2 separate regions of the Danio rerio genome follow, and region 2 is linked to region 1. A link is a contact called in public Hi-C data. All regions are on one chromosome and are shown on one strand. The core of a region is the stretch at or near the end of the contact, and the rest is flanking DNA. Distances in the headings are between cores, read along the strand shown.

The links. A called contact is a pair of places that touch in the nucleus more often than the background predicts.
Region 2: a contact with region 1 is called in a Hi-C map of embryo, with 2.6 times the contacts expected there. The contact joins two enhancer-like sites. A contact is called at or near these places in 1 of 18 Hi-C or Micro-C datasets (embryo) and 1 of 4 datasets of contacts at active chromatin or transcription factors (caudal fin).

What each region holds. Positions count from the first base shown.
Region 1 is chr18:21,658,740-21,665,446 of GRCz12tu, reverse strand. No RefSeq gene overlaps it. Among named protein-coding and RNA genes, the nearest start is that of tle3a, 47 kb to the right of the region's middle. Within about 2 kb of position 3,921, at least 33 of the 62 cell types and tissues checked have an H3K27ac peak or open chromatin away from gene starts, as enhancers often do.
Region 2 is chr18:21,787,732-21,794,438 of GRCz12tu, reverse strand. No RefSeq gene overlaps it. Among named protein-coding and RNA genes, the nearest start is that of kif23, 56 kb to the left of the region's middle. Within about 2 kb of position 2,663, at least 46 of the 62 cell types and tissues checked have an H3K27ac peak or open chromatin away from gene starts, as enhancers often do.

The sequences.
Region 1 (6,707 bases), core at 2,672-5,171:
TTATACAACCTGAAATGTGTAATGCACAACCTGACATGCTGTGAAGTTAATATGTCTTGTTAACCACTGCAGAAACTAATATACACACAGAACCTTGTAAACCTTAACCATTCAGTAATAATAACTGACATTGCATAACCTATGAGCTGTTTCTTTTTGTTTGAAATACTATTTACTTTCTAATAAATTTCACTTTATAGGACACCGCGCAACTATTTCCATTTCCGATTATTAAAATTGGCTTCCCACTACTTGTTTTATTGTTTTACTGTAAAGCAGCAACAGGCTTCCACAGTTATTTTTATGAAGCAGCTAATTTAAAACACAGCAAACAGTGGTAAACCAGACAGACAAAAACAGACGAATACAATTAGAACTCTGGTTGTACAATCCAAGTAACTAAATCAGACTGTACTCTGTCTCCTAATTAGTTAATTCTTCCTAATTAGATAAATCAGCGACTAAGCAGCTATCAGTTTGCACTTGATTAATACCCACTACTTGACCAACCCCAAAAAAAGCATCAGATGTTATATTTTGGGCTAATCCTTGTTAGGCTACGGTGCAATCCCTGCCTTAGCAAGCAAAGGATTTACCTATTTATATTATTAGATGTCCATTCGCCAGCTTTACCCAGAGTGCACCCTGACTAACGCGCTGTACTTCCCCTTGAGTCTCATCCTCCCCCCAACCCCCCTCATCCCGTCAAAGGCCGACCCTACAGGGCATGAGCGCTTTTTGGAAGGAGGGGGGGAGAGACAGTCCCGCTAATCCTACTATGTAATTACTGCTCCCCACTGAGGCTCAACCAATTCTCTGAGAATCAGATTAGATGACCTAAATCGTTCTCGTTCCTCCTTACTTCATCAAACATTTCCTTATCTAACCGAGGAAGAGCTAAACATCGCCCAGACATCCAGCACTCCTCCTCCCCTCCGCACGGGCTGTTTATTTATCACCAGTCCCCTGTGATCCACAAACAAGCTGGCAGGGGAGAGCTGAGGCATGCTGGGAGGACAGAATCAGGGATCAGGGACTAGGACATTGAATCTGAGCTGTGGTGCACAGACAAACCAGACATTATTCAGACACCTTCAACAATTCTCCAGTCTGATCTCACGAGGAAACATAACTATTTTACATTTTGTCAGTTCAGTGGCAAAAGGCTGATTTACACTGAGGCTGTTGCATACTCCTTGCTGTGGCTGACGCTGATGCACACCTCTCAAAAAATGCAACTACATTTTGCAATAAGCGCAAGCTCTGTGATTGGTTGGCTTAGTAGCGATGGCGAGTGTGGGCGGGGGTGAGAGCCGTGGGAACCCGTTAGAGCGAGTGTTTACAAGTGTGGAGTCCCGTGAAGGAGCTCAGATGTTTAGGACTGTGCGATTTGGGGTATATATCTAACTGCGATTTTTTTCGACAGATACTGCGATTTGATTTACGATTTAATTCAAGCTTTAAGCTGATTTTAATTTAATTCAAGTTTCAGCTCAATAATCCGTAAGCCATGGAACAATTCTGTGACGGCTCTTAAAAATGTCCTTGAGATAGGGTGTCGTGGGGAGTTGCAAGCGACAAATGGGCATCGTGACACCGGATCAATCATTTCATCTTGTGTAATGTGGCATAGTTCATGACAACCGATACCATGTCTGCGGTGCCTCATGTCACCATCGCAGAAAGTCTAGAATGTTTAATTTTCTGAAGCAGCTACTATTCGTTGTTTTTGTTTTATTAATATACATATATATTTTATAATGCAGCCTCTTGCGATTAACTAATTACGACATTTCAAATTGCGATTCGATTTTGATTAATCACACAGCCCAAGTGTTTACCTATGATTAAAGTTGCTGCACGTCCGCCAGTTCCCGCCTCAGAATGAGCGAGTTTTAGCTACTTTTACATTAAGGTAACGTTCAAAAAAAACAAAATACCTGTGAAAAAAAAATTCAACACAAAGGAACATGAAAACCTCACTGCCAGCTAGTGTTTCAAAAGTGTTATTGTAGAGCAACACAAACAGCACGCAGAAGTATAAATGCATGGCAATGCGCAAGGCAGGGGCGCGGTGGGTCACAGCAATCCATTGACACAGAAGTATAAACCAGCCTTTTTTCACATGAGTTTGTACAAGTTCCATCGTACGAAAATGTACAATTTAAAAAAAGAGGCATGGCAGCACCCAACCCCTCCCCTAAACCCAACAGTCATTAGCAAATCACACAAAATTGTATGTATGAGATTAAATTAATTCATATGAATTAGCCACTAAATCAAAACGTTACAAGTTGCCATAAAATCGTGTTGCAATTCTCACACTAAGTTTAGAAAATGATAATAAAATACAGCGAGAACTTGGTTATCTGTTGTGTCAACAAATTTATCTATAAAATGTCAGATAACTTTGGTAGAAATGTAGAGAATGTTGTCGGAGCAATAGCCAAGTGGCTAGCACGTCAACATATGGTGTAGTAGCACGTCAGGGCGTCCTGTGGTTGAATCCTGGCTCAAGGACATTTCCCTACCCTACTCTCTCCAACTTCACTTCCTGTCTAAATACTGTTCCATCTAATAAAGGCCAAAAATAAATCTTTAAAAAAAAAAAAAAAAGGTAAAGTATGTAATAGGCTATAATCAAACCAAAACAATTCAGACAACTGTTGTTGGTTACTGTTAAGAGGCTGTTTATATGACATTTTTAGCCAAAAACTGTAAACGCCATATGCGTTGTTTGTTTACATGACAATGGCAATAAATCTGAAAAAGGACTGACAATTTTGAAAACGCCGCCATTGTCATGTCCATGTAAACACACAAAAACAAGTCTTTGAAAACGATGTCATGCGGGTGCATGGTATGTATTTAGAGAGGTGTAGACTAAAAGCAAGAGCAAACAAACACAACAATGGCAGAGTATGTGGTAGTGTTGATTCTTAACATTACAACCAACAGCATAGACGCTTTATACACGCACTACAAATTCTGCATACACACAAGCACAGTCACCGATGACACATCGCCACTTACTTACAGGTACTGTTTACTAACAAGTGACAGCACCATACAGTGACCTGGAAGATATAATACAGTGCTTTGGTTCTTTCACGGATGTTTTTTGTTTAGCTTTTTAGCCAATGTTTTTGGCTACATTGAGGTCATGTGAATGTAGCTTTAGCCTTAATGAGACCCTGTACTCTCCTTGCTGTCAACCAGCTCCATGAAAAGCACTGCATGAAGAATGCTTCTAATATGTCACAGTTGATAAGGATTTTATTATCCCTGCTTGCATAAATAGGGTCCTGCACCCACTAGGAAAAGAAAAAGAAATTTTGGTTTGACTGTAACTGAACAGTTTCCTCAGCCAATCCCTAAAACAAGCTTGAAAACAAGCCCATGTGCCAATGGATTATTAATGTGTTAATTATACATTAAAGTGGCAAAATGGTGGCTTTACAAAACACAGAGGGCCTTGCGCCTGTGGAGTCGAGCAGGAGGGAGGGAGAGGTTAGAGCTCTTCGGCAGATACAGAGACAGAGCCGAGTAAAGAGGGAGAACAAATGAGGTCTCTGATCCCAAACCCCCTCCCCCTTCCCCAATCAGCCCGAGCCGGGGCTCTCAGCCCGACAGCCAAGCCTTTGTTGCAGCCTGAATGGAGGTTAAATATCCCTTGAAATCAGAGCTCTTTGGCTTTCTGGATGCATAGTCAGAGTCCCTGAACCTTTCACATGCAAATGTGAGTGCTTTTTATTTCCTTTGTAGCCCTAGTTGGGCAGTGGTGTCATGCTGAAGGGCGATGAATAAAGCTGGTGAATTTGAGGCTTTTCTCGGCTTATTTTCGCCCCCTTTCTCTTTTTATCGCCATCTCTTCCAGCCAGGCCACAACCCTCCCCTCTCCTGCAGGGGTTTAAATAAGCACAGATGGTCTCTCCTGACCTGCTATTCATCATTGTGTCAAAAGCCCTGTCAGAGTAATGCTCCCTCAACAACGGCCCTGAAGGATTTTGTTTGTTTCCATTGATGAGCCCTGTTAATTTCAAAGCCGTCTCATTAGGGCTTAAACCACCAATTAATTTCTTTTGTTCTTGTCAAATGGCTAATTCTAAACATGAACCGAACCGACAAAAAAAGGACTGCCGGAGCCAGACATCACCGCCGCTGCTGCTGGCGGCAATGAGGCGTGAAGCAGGTAGAGAGAGGGAGCAAATCGAAAAACGTGAGAGCAGGAGGGGAGAGGGGGGGCGAGGAACAACACCAACACACACAAAAAAAAAAACCCTTGTTAATTTATAGCCACCCCAATGCTAGGCAACTCATTAGCCGCTTGCAGATTTTTCTCAGGCAACAGATCAAGTGGTCCTTTGGGGAAAAGGTTGCAATCACCTGTTGGTGGCATCAGCTACAGCGATAATGAATATTTAAAAGAAAAACAAAAAAGAGATCAAAACACAAATGGGAATTCAGAAAGAGGAAAAAAAATAGTAGCTGGTATAGCTTTTTTCCCCCATCTGAAGTGTGCTCACGAAAAAAGGAAAAAGAAAAAAACATTTTGTGCCTCCACTCCATTATGGCAGTGCAAGCTGTCATTACGCCCGGGATTGTATGGGTGCCTCATAATATCCAGAGATTGGTAGTTTGTTAGACAGGACTATACAATTTGCTGCAGCCTTGAAGGATCCTTGAGCCTCTCTTGACGACTTACCGCGGGGAATTGTCGAAGCGTTGGCTTTTGTCTGCTGGAGACACAGGGGCAATTATCCAGCCTCCTGTAACGTTTCCCCAGCTTTAATCTCCCGACTGAGAGCAGAAAAGCAGAATGTCTAAGGTTTCAGAGTGCCTCTGGGTTCTATTAGCACACAACCACGTTTCTTTTCCCCCTCCCTCTCGCTTTCTCTCTCTTTTTTTAGCTGCTTTTTGTTCAGGGGAAGGCGAGTGAAGAGAAGGCCAGAGTCTGACAGGCAGCCTTCCCTTGGGCTTTGAGAAGAAAACATGATTATGTCATAATATATTTTCGAAAAGAGATCCATTTAAAAGATTGCTCCTCTGCCTTTTCAATCTAGCGTGGCTCTGCTTTTGTCTGGTTCAGCAGGAGAGGCAGGGGATGACAGATGCGCCAATGAATCAAACAGGGCACCTGGAGAGGTTTTACCACAGCCACAAATACATCACCGCAGCTGTATATGCGTTTTCCACTCAGCGTGAACTGCAGTCCTGCTGAGGTCAGTTAAAGCGACCCGAAAATGCATAAGGAAAGGGACATCCACAGCACTAAGGCCCCGTTAACACTAATATGTTTTAGTTTTAAAGCGATGTTTTAGAATGTAAACAATCCACGTCCACACTGGCGTTTTACCTAGCGTTACTGAAAAAATCTCCATCCACACTACACCACTGAAAATGCACATCATGTGACACCACACAGACTCTGGCATGTGCTCCAGCATTTGCGCACGTCTGAGCTTCAGGTAGTACACGGGTGCTTTGAACACACCTCCCCAGGTAAGGGCAGCGCAGGTGGACAGTTCATCAAGGATCTTCCGCTGGATTTCATCTCAATAGTTGTTAAACGTGATGTTTAATTCATCTAATCTCTATCTAATGATATTTTGGTCTTTTGAATCTATTCTTTGTTCTCATGTAACGTGTTTTGGCAGAACGCAAAGATAAGATTTAATATAGATATTAATTTATGTAAGCACGTACGCTGATTCTGCATAGTGACTTATTGCTTCCCTTTGTTTCTTATATTGTTTAAACTTATTGTACTGTAATATTATTATTATTATTATACTTTTATAATGGCCATTATTTACTATTAAAACTGTAATTCAGCAAAAGAAAGGGGATGTTTCGTATTTTGTGAAAATGAAAGGAGGCAGTAATGTTAAGTTAATATCAAAATGAAAATAGGCAGATCCTTATATCATGTTTTCATTTCATCGTTAAGAAAGTGAACACTACAATGTAGCCCTTGTGATGCAAAATAACTTTATAAAGTACGCTGTTTTTACCTGAGGTGTTCTCAGGTGTTTGTTTTCCATATCAAAATTGCGAAGTAAAGGGTTAAGGAAAGGATGCAAGATTGAACTTTGTGCACTTAATATTGAGAAAAAGCCCCAATCAGAATGTCTGCAGCCATGCTTCCATTTCAGATGTCTCAGTTTCGCCATCCATACTGACACGCAGCAGCAGTGTTTTAAAATGAAATTGCCTCTCTAGCATTTTCAAAAAGCTCAGTTTTCAGGGCTCAAAAACTCTGGGGTAGTGTGGGCAGAAGACGCAACCGTAGCAAAACTTCTGTGTTTTAAAACTAAAATGTATTATTGTAAAGAGGTCTAAGAAAGAAAACTGAATATGTGAGATTCCATTATCATTCCATTAGTGGTTGTAATTGTCAGTCTTCACTCGCATACGAAGGGTACATTTTGGATCGCTACACTAAGAGGATGAAGAATAATATCTATGTATTATTCCGTTTCATAATAAATCAGGCAGCAGCTAGTGTGGAGGCATTTGGCCTTGTCAATCCACTAACTGAAAAGATCCACTTAAGAGAAGTGTACTCACATTTTCAAATACACTTTTGGAAGAAAAATATATTTCTTTTAAAATAGACCTTCACTGTTATGAAAAAATAATACATTACCACCAGTGTATAGCTTTTAACTATATTTCATTTTTGTACACATTTCAAAAAATATCAA
Region 2 (6,707 bases), core at 1,414-3,913, 130 kb before region 1:
TATCAATATTACAAAGGTTCATTTTACTCAAGCCACTTTGTAAATATTAGTCCTCCATCTTTAACAGAGCACAACCTATCTTTATAAATCCACATATTTTCAAACTCTTCAATATTCTTGACATTCTTATAATTTTTATTTTTTGATTCTCACTTTGATTTAACTCTTAAAAATTTGCTCCACATCTCAACAAAATTCTTCCTCTATTATTTCTTTTAATGTTATGTATGTTTGGCTTTTCCAACAACAAAATTAATAATTAACTTTTTTTTTCTCTCTTTTTTTTTGCAAATTTGAAATTAAAAATGAAATAAACTTAATATCCGCAAACAAAACTAAACATCAGAAATAAATCTTTAAGCCTTTCACAATGTAAAAAACAATGAAAAAATACCTCTTTTTTTTATATTTAGCACTTTGACACATAATTCATACAACTTTTTTTCCGTTTACAGAGGGAGAGAGAGAGCACATTGAAATAAATCAGAAAAAAATGGCTAAAAACTGAAATAAACAACATGTAAACAGACAGAGAGCACATAGAATTCTAAAATGTATACTGAAATGTTAAACTAAAAATGTAAAACAAATACAAGCCAAGTTTGTATTATTAATTATTTGCCAAGAGGTTATATAAAATATAAATTTTTATATAAAAAACATAAACTTAAAATAACGTATAATTTAATTTAACTATGTTAGTTAGTTAGTTAGTTAGTTAGTTAGTTAGTTAGTTAGTTAGCTAGTTATTTAAATTTAATTGTCTTGTAGAAAAATGTCATTTGCAGCATACACTCACAGAGACATCTGACAATTCACATTTAGCATTTATAAAAATAAATCAAAATAAATATAAAAAAATAAATACCTAAATAAATAGCAAAATAAAAACCTAATATACTATGGAACCACTAATCTAAATAAATATCCAGTATACTGGCCATCAACTACTACGAAGAGAGGAGAAATAATAATAAAAAAAAAACATAATTGCTTGAGGTATAAACGATACTTTTGCCCTATTTCTTTTTCCTACACATGTGGGAACCCAATTTCGACAACCTGATGGTAACAGGTTAAAGGTGTATAATTCAATTCAATTCATCTTTATGTCTATAGCACTTTTACTATGTAGATTGTGATAAAGCAGCTTAACATAGAAGTTTTAGTCAATTGTAACTGTGCCAGTCCAGATTTCAGAGTTGAACATCAGTTCAGTATGGTTTAAATTTCACTACTGAAAGTCCAAACACTGAAGAACAAATCCACCAATGCGCAGCTCCACAAGACCCAAACCAAGCGAGCAAGGGGTGACAGTGGCGAGGAACAAACTTCACCAATTGACGAAAGTGAAGAAAAAAAAACCTTGAGAGAAACCAGGCTCTGTTGGTCATGACCATTTCTCCTCTGGCCAAATTTTGATAAAGGATGCCTCTCATCATTGACAATCATGGTAGCCTTATTTAATACTCTTTCTGTGTATATATCAATACTCTTTAGTTTTATTCCCAACAACTTACTGGCTGTTGTTACCACCCTCCCCTATGACCTCTTCTGGTCCTCAGACGCATTTCTATACTAAAAGATCACACAAAATGTTGCAATACTTTCGATAAAAGCACTATAAAACATAATCAGCGATGTGTTGTCAACATTAAAAGACAATAGTTTCTTTAAGGAGCACATTTTCTGTTGAAGCTTTTTCCTTATACAGCCAGTCCATACATTAAGTGCATTGTCCAACATCACACCCAAATATGTATTATTTGTTACTAACTGAATTTGCCCCCCATTAATTACACTCTCAGAAATAAAGGTATGTGAGCTGCCACTGGAGTGGTACATTTTCAAAAGCTACACATTTGTACTTAAAGGCTCTAAATTGGTACCTCAAAAGTATATGTTAGTACCTAAAAAATTTAAGAAGAACACTTTTGTACTTTTAGGTACTAATATGTACACTTGAGGTATTAAATTTGAACTTTTAGGTACAAATGTGTAGCTTTTGAAAAGGTACCACCCCAGTGACAGCCCACATACCTTTATTTCTGAGAGTGTAGGGATGATGTTGGCAACTAGCTCAACTGTTAAAATGGGAATTATGTGTTATGAGACAAAATAGTGAAACTTATTATTAGATCACTAAGACTATTGGTAAAATGAAAAAAAAATAGCCAATTGGTACTTTTAATTGTGCAAACAAAGCACTCTGTTTAGCTAAATTCCCAGCTAAAATACAGCATGATATTGTAAAATTATAGATACATCCAGGAGAGCAACAGCTTACTGAGACAGAAAATGCACACAAAGTAGTACTACAAAGTACTTTGTCTGATATTTGCTGTAAATCTGTTTGCTCTTCTTCATCATTGTTCAATAAAATGCCACAGTCCACAACACCACAAACTTTAGCACGCTTTGAAAGTCACATTCATGTTTAGGTGTTTTTCCCCCTGTTCCCCTGTCATTTACTCCCCTCCTGGCTTTCATTAGCCGTGTAACCTCAGCGAGGCCCGATCCTCGCCTGCCCTGTTATCTCAATGATGTTCTAATGCTGGTCAAACATTATTGTGAATGGCTGAGCTCAATAGAGGCAGTGTTAGCCAGGAGAGTCAATATTAGCTGAGCACACAGGCGGGAGGAAGGTGGGGGAAGGGAAAGCACCGCCTCTGACTGACTGACTGTGGGTGAGGGGCGCGATTCTGCGCTCCTGCTGAACCTTGACCATTCACAACAGAGCCAACAAAGCATGGGATAAAGAGATGACAGGATTTTGGTACAGCATTCTTTTGCCCCTGGCTATTGCTGAAGAAACTGCTGATGGGTCAAAGATGTTCCATCTACATCACACATATTTACAGTAAATTCACCTTTTTCCAATGCCCTGTGATGCTTTGCTTGAACCATTTGAGTAATGTGCATTAAACTGTAAACAATCAGAGTTTTAAAAACTGGGTTCAGTGAAGTATCATCCCCTTTCATGAATATTACAATTAATAAATTACTTTCAGCAGACCATGAATAACCACAAACATTCAAAACAACTCATGTAGAAGTCTGATACAAGGAAATATATGCAAATTAAATCACACTTTACTATAAGGTTTTATAAATGTTAGTGTATTTTTACTAACATGAACTAATTATGAACAATATACTTGCACAGCATTTATGAATCATAGTTTAATATTTACTAATGCGTTATTCAAATCCAAACTCATGCTTGTTTACAATAGCTAACGCACTGTGAGTTAACATGAACTAACAATGAACGACTTTATTATCATAAACTAACGCTGACAAAGACGAATACACACTTGACTTTAACGAATGTATTGTTCATTGTTTGTTCATGTTAGTAAATATATGAACTAAAATTAACCTAAAACCTTATTGTAAAGTGTCACTAATATTTGATATACAGGTTCATATTTGAATTTTACATACATAAATGATGTCATATATGCAACATATAGTTTGAATTACTGAAAAAAGGCCACATGCATATTTTTTTATCATTGGGATTACATATATGTTCACACACACACACACACACACACACACACACACACACACACACACACACACACACACACACACACACACACGCACATATATATAGTATATAAATATACATATATATATATAGTATATATATATACTCACTGGCCACTTTATTAGGTACACCTTACTAGAGCCAGGTTGGATTGTTAATACAAGGCAGGATGGATCGAAGCTTTCATGTTGTTGATGCCAAATTCTGACCCTACCATCCGAATGTCGCAGCAGAAATCAAGACTCATCAGACCAGGCAACCTTTTTCCAATCATCTATTGTCCAATTTTGGTTAGCCTGTGTGAATTGTAGCCTCAGTTTCCTGTTCTTAGCTGACAGGAATGGCACCTGGTGTGGTCTTCTACTGTTGTAGCCCATCCGTCTCAAGGTTAGACATGTTGTGCATTCAGAGATGGTCTGCTGCATACCTCAGCTGTAACGAACAGTTATTTAAGTGACTATTGCCTTTCTATCAGCTCAAACCAGTCTGGCCTTTCTCCTCTGACCTCTGACCTCTGACATCAACAAGGCATTTGCGCCAACAGAACCACCGCTCACTAGATATTCTCTTACTCAGACCTTTCTCTATAAACCCTAGAGATGGTTGTGAGTGAAAATCTCAGTAAATCAGCAGTTTCTGAAATACTCAGACCAGCCTGTCTGGCACCAACAACCATGCCACGTTCAAAATCACTTAAATCACCTTTCTTTTCCATTCTGATGCTCGGTTTGACCTGCAGCAGATTGTCTTGACTATGTCTACATGCCTAAATGCGTTGAGTTGCTGCCATGTGATAAGAAATTTGCGTTAATGAGCAGTTGGACCTAACAAAGTGTGCGCTAATAACATATATCAACGTATTTAGAATTTAATTGATCATTTTTGCAATATTTCAAAACAGATCTTGCAAATATGACATATTATATATCTGTGAAATCCAAATATGAACGTATATGTCATATGCTGTATGTAATTGTAATATATTGCAATATGTTTGATTTCAATGTGGGCAGTCTTTCTGCAGCAATATTATGGACGAATATTGAATACTGATGTACTATAGAGAATATAAAGAGAATTTAATCTGAAGAAACAAAACACAGATAAACTTGTGATACACAGGTCAAATTACCAAGTGTAATGTTACTTCGAAAATAAAACACACAAAAAATCCCTTTCAAAATGCAAGTCACGTTATGTCTTAAAAAGAAATATGATAATAAGAAAATAAAGCCCAAAGCCAAACATACCTCTCACTCAGCTTTGACTATATGGATTATTAGCACCTTATTATTTGCAATAATTTGTTTCAGTTCCTCAGAATGGAAGTTCCCCAAACTGGAAGCGCAACCCATCATTTAAAACGCACAAGCAAACAAAGGCAGACTATAAACACGCTGTGGGATTAATGAGGACTGTGTCTTCTCAGGGTTGCAGAAGAAGGTCAATTTGTCAAAGGACACACACAACAGGCCCAAGGTCAGCTCTTTGTCTGCCTTCACAAAGGTAACTGAATCACACCCGCCCCACCTACAGCCGTATCAACACGTCTGCTCGGTAATCACACACACTTTTATGCCCTAAGAGCTGTGCAAACACTTGCTTTGGTAGAATCAACAGTGGCTGTCATGTGACCCCAAATTCACTGAAAGCTTTCCGCATGAATCATAATCTAACATAGAAGTGATTGTGCAGGTGAACGCACTAACAACAACAAGCGGCTGACTAATGTTTGACTTGCGTCTCATTAGAGAATGCGAATAAGGGGAAAAGATTAACTTCTCAAATGACAGTGTCTCACTGTTTAGATGAGGCTTGCTAACCTGTCCTGTTTAATCTATGGGCCTCGCTGGCAAACAAACAGACAAATATTGACCGTCTGGGAATAGGGCCTCACTCAGCAGTACATACACCCAGAGCAATTTCCTCAAGGCTCCGAGGAAACTGTCAACATGACGGAGAAAGAGAGAAAAAAAATATTTTCTTGCCGTGGGGCAAACTGCGAACAATTTGTGCTGATATGCTTAAGTCAGACTAGGCTAATTTGAGCAAATAATTAGGCCGCATGTGTGACGTGTGGGATATTACACTCTCTTGCTTTCAGTTTTCCCTGCATGTGTTTTTGGTTTGGGTCAGTTTATGTGGATAAGAAGGCATAACGTTTCAGTTTGAACTGGAGACGAATATTCAAAAGCAAACAAATGAAGGCCGAGCATTGTTTGAGATGAACGCACCAGCCACACGTTTAAGCTATATTTAAACACATTTTGCTTTGTGCATACTCAAAAACACATTAAATACAAAAACAATAAGTGAATACAACAAATTAAATTTAATAAAAACAATATAAGTTTGATAAATTTTTCTACATGTTCCCAGAGATATTCACTCATATTCACTCAAAAAGAGTAATCAGTATCTGGTGGAACAACTATGATTTTTCAACCACAATAAAAAAATAATGTATTATTTTTAGCTGCATTTTCATAAAAATAAATAAATAAATGTTTATCAGACATTAATAGAATTACTGTGTATACAATCACCGGCCACTTTATTAGGTACACCTGTCCAACTGCTCGTTGATGCAAATTTCTAATCAGCCGATCACATGACAGCAACTCAATCCAGTTAAGCATGTAGACATGGTCAAGACGATCTGCTGCAGTTCAAACCGAACATCAGAATGGGGAAGAAAGGTGATTTAAGCACAACCATCTCTAGGGTTTACAGAGAATGGTCCAAGTAGAGAAAATATTCAGTGAGCGGTGGTTCTGTGGGCGCAAATGTCTTGTTGATGCCAGGTCAACAGAGGAGGTCAGAGGAAAATGGCCAAACTTAAATAACCACTAGTTACAACCGAGCTAGTGGTGGTGTAATGGTGCGGGAGGATATTTTCTTGGCACACTTTGGGCCTATTAGTACCAATTGAAGATGTCATGAAGCGTGAATCATCTCAGACTGGTTTCTTGAACATGACAATGAGTTCAATGTACTCAAAGGGCCTCCACAGTTACCAGATCTCAAACCAACAGAGCATATTTGGGATGTGGTGGAATGGGAGATTCACATCATGGATGTGCAGCTGAAAAATCTACAGCAACTGCATGAAGCTAAGTCAATATGGACCAAGATCTCTGAGCAATATTTA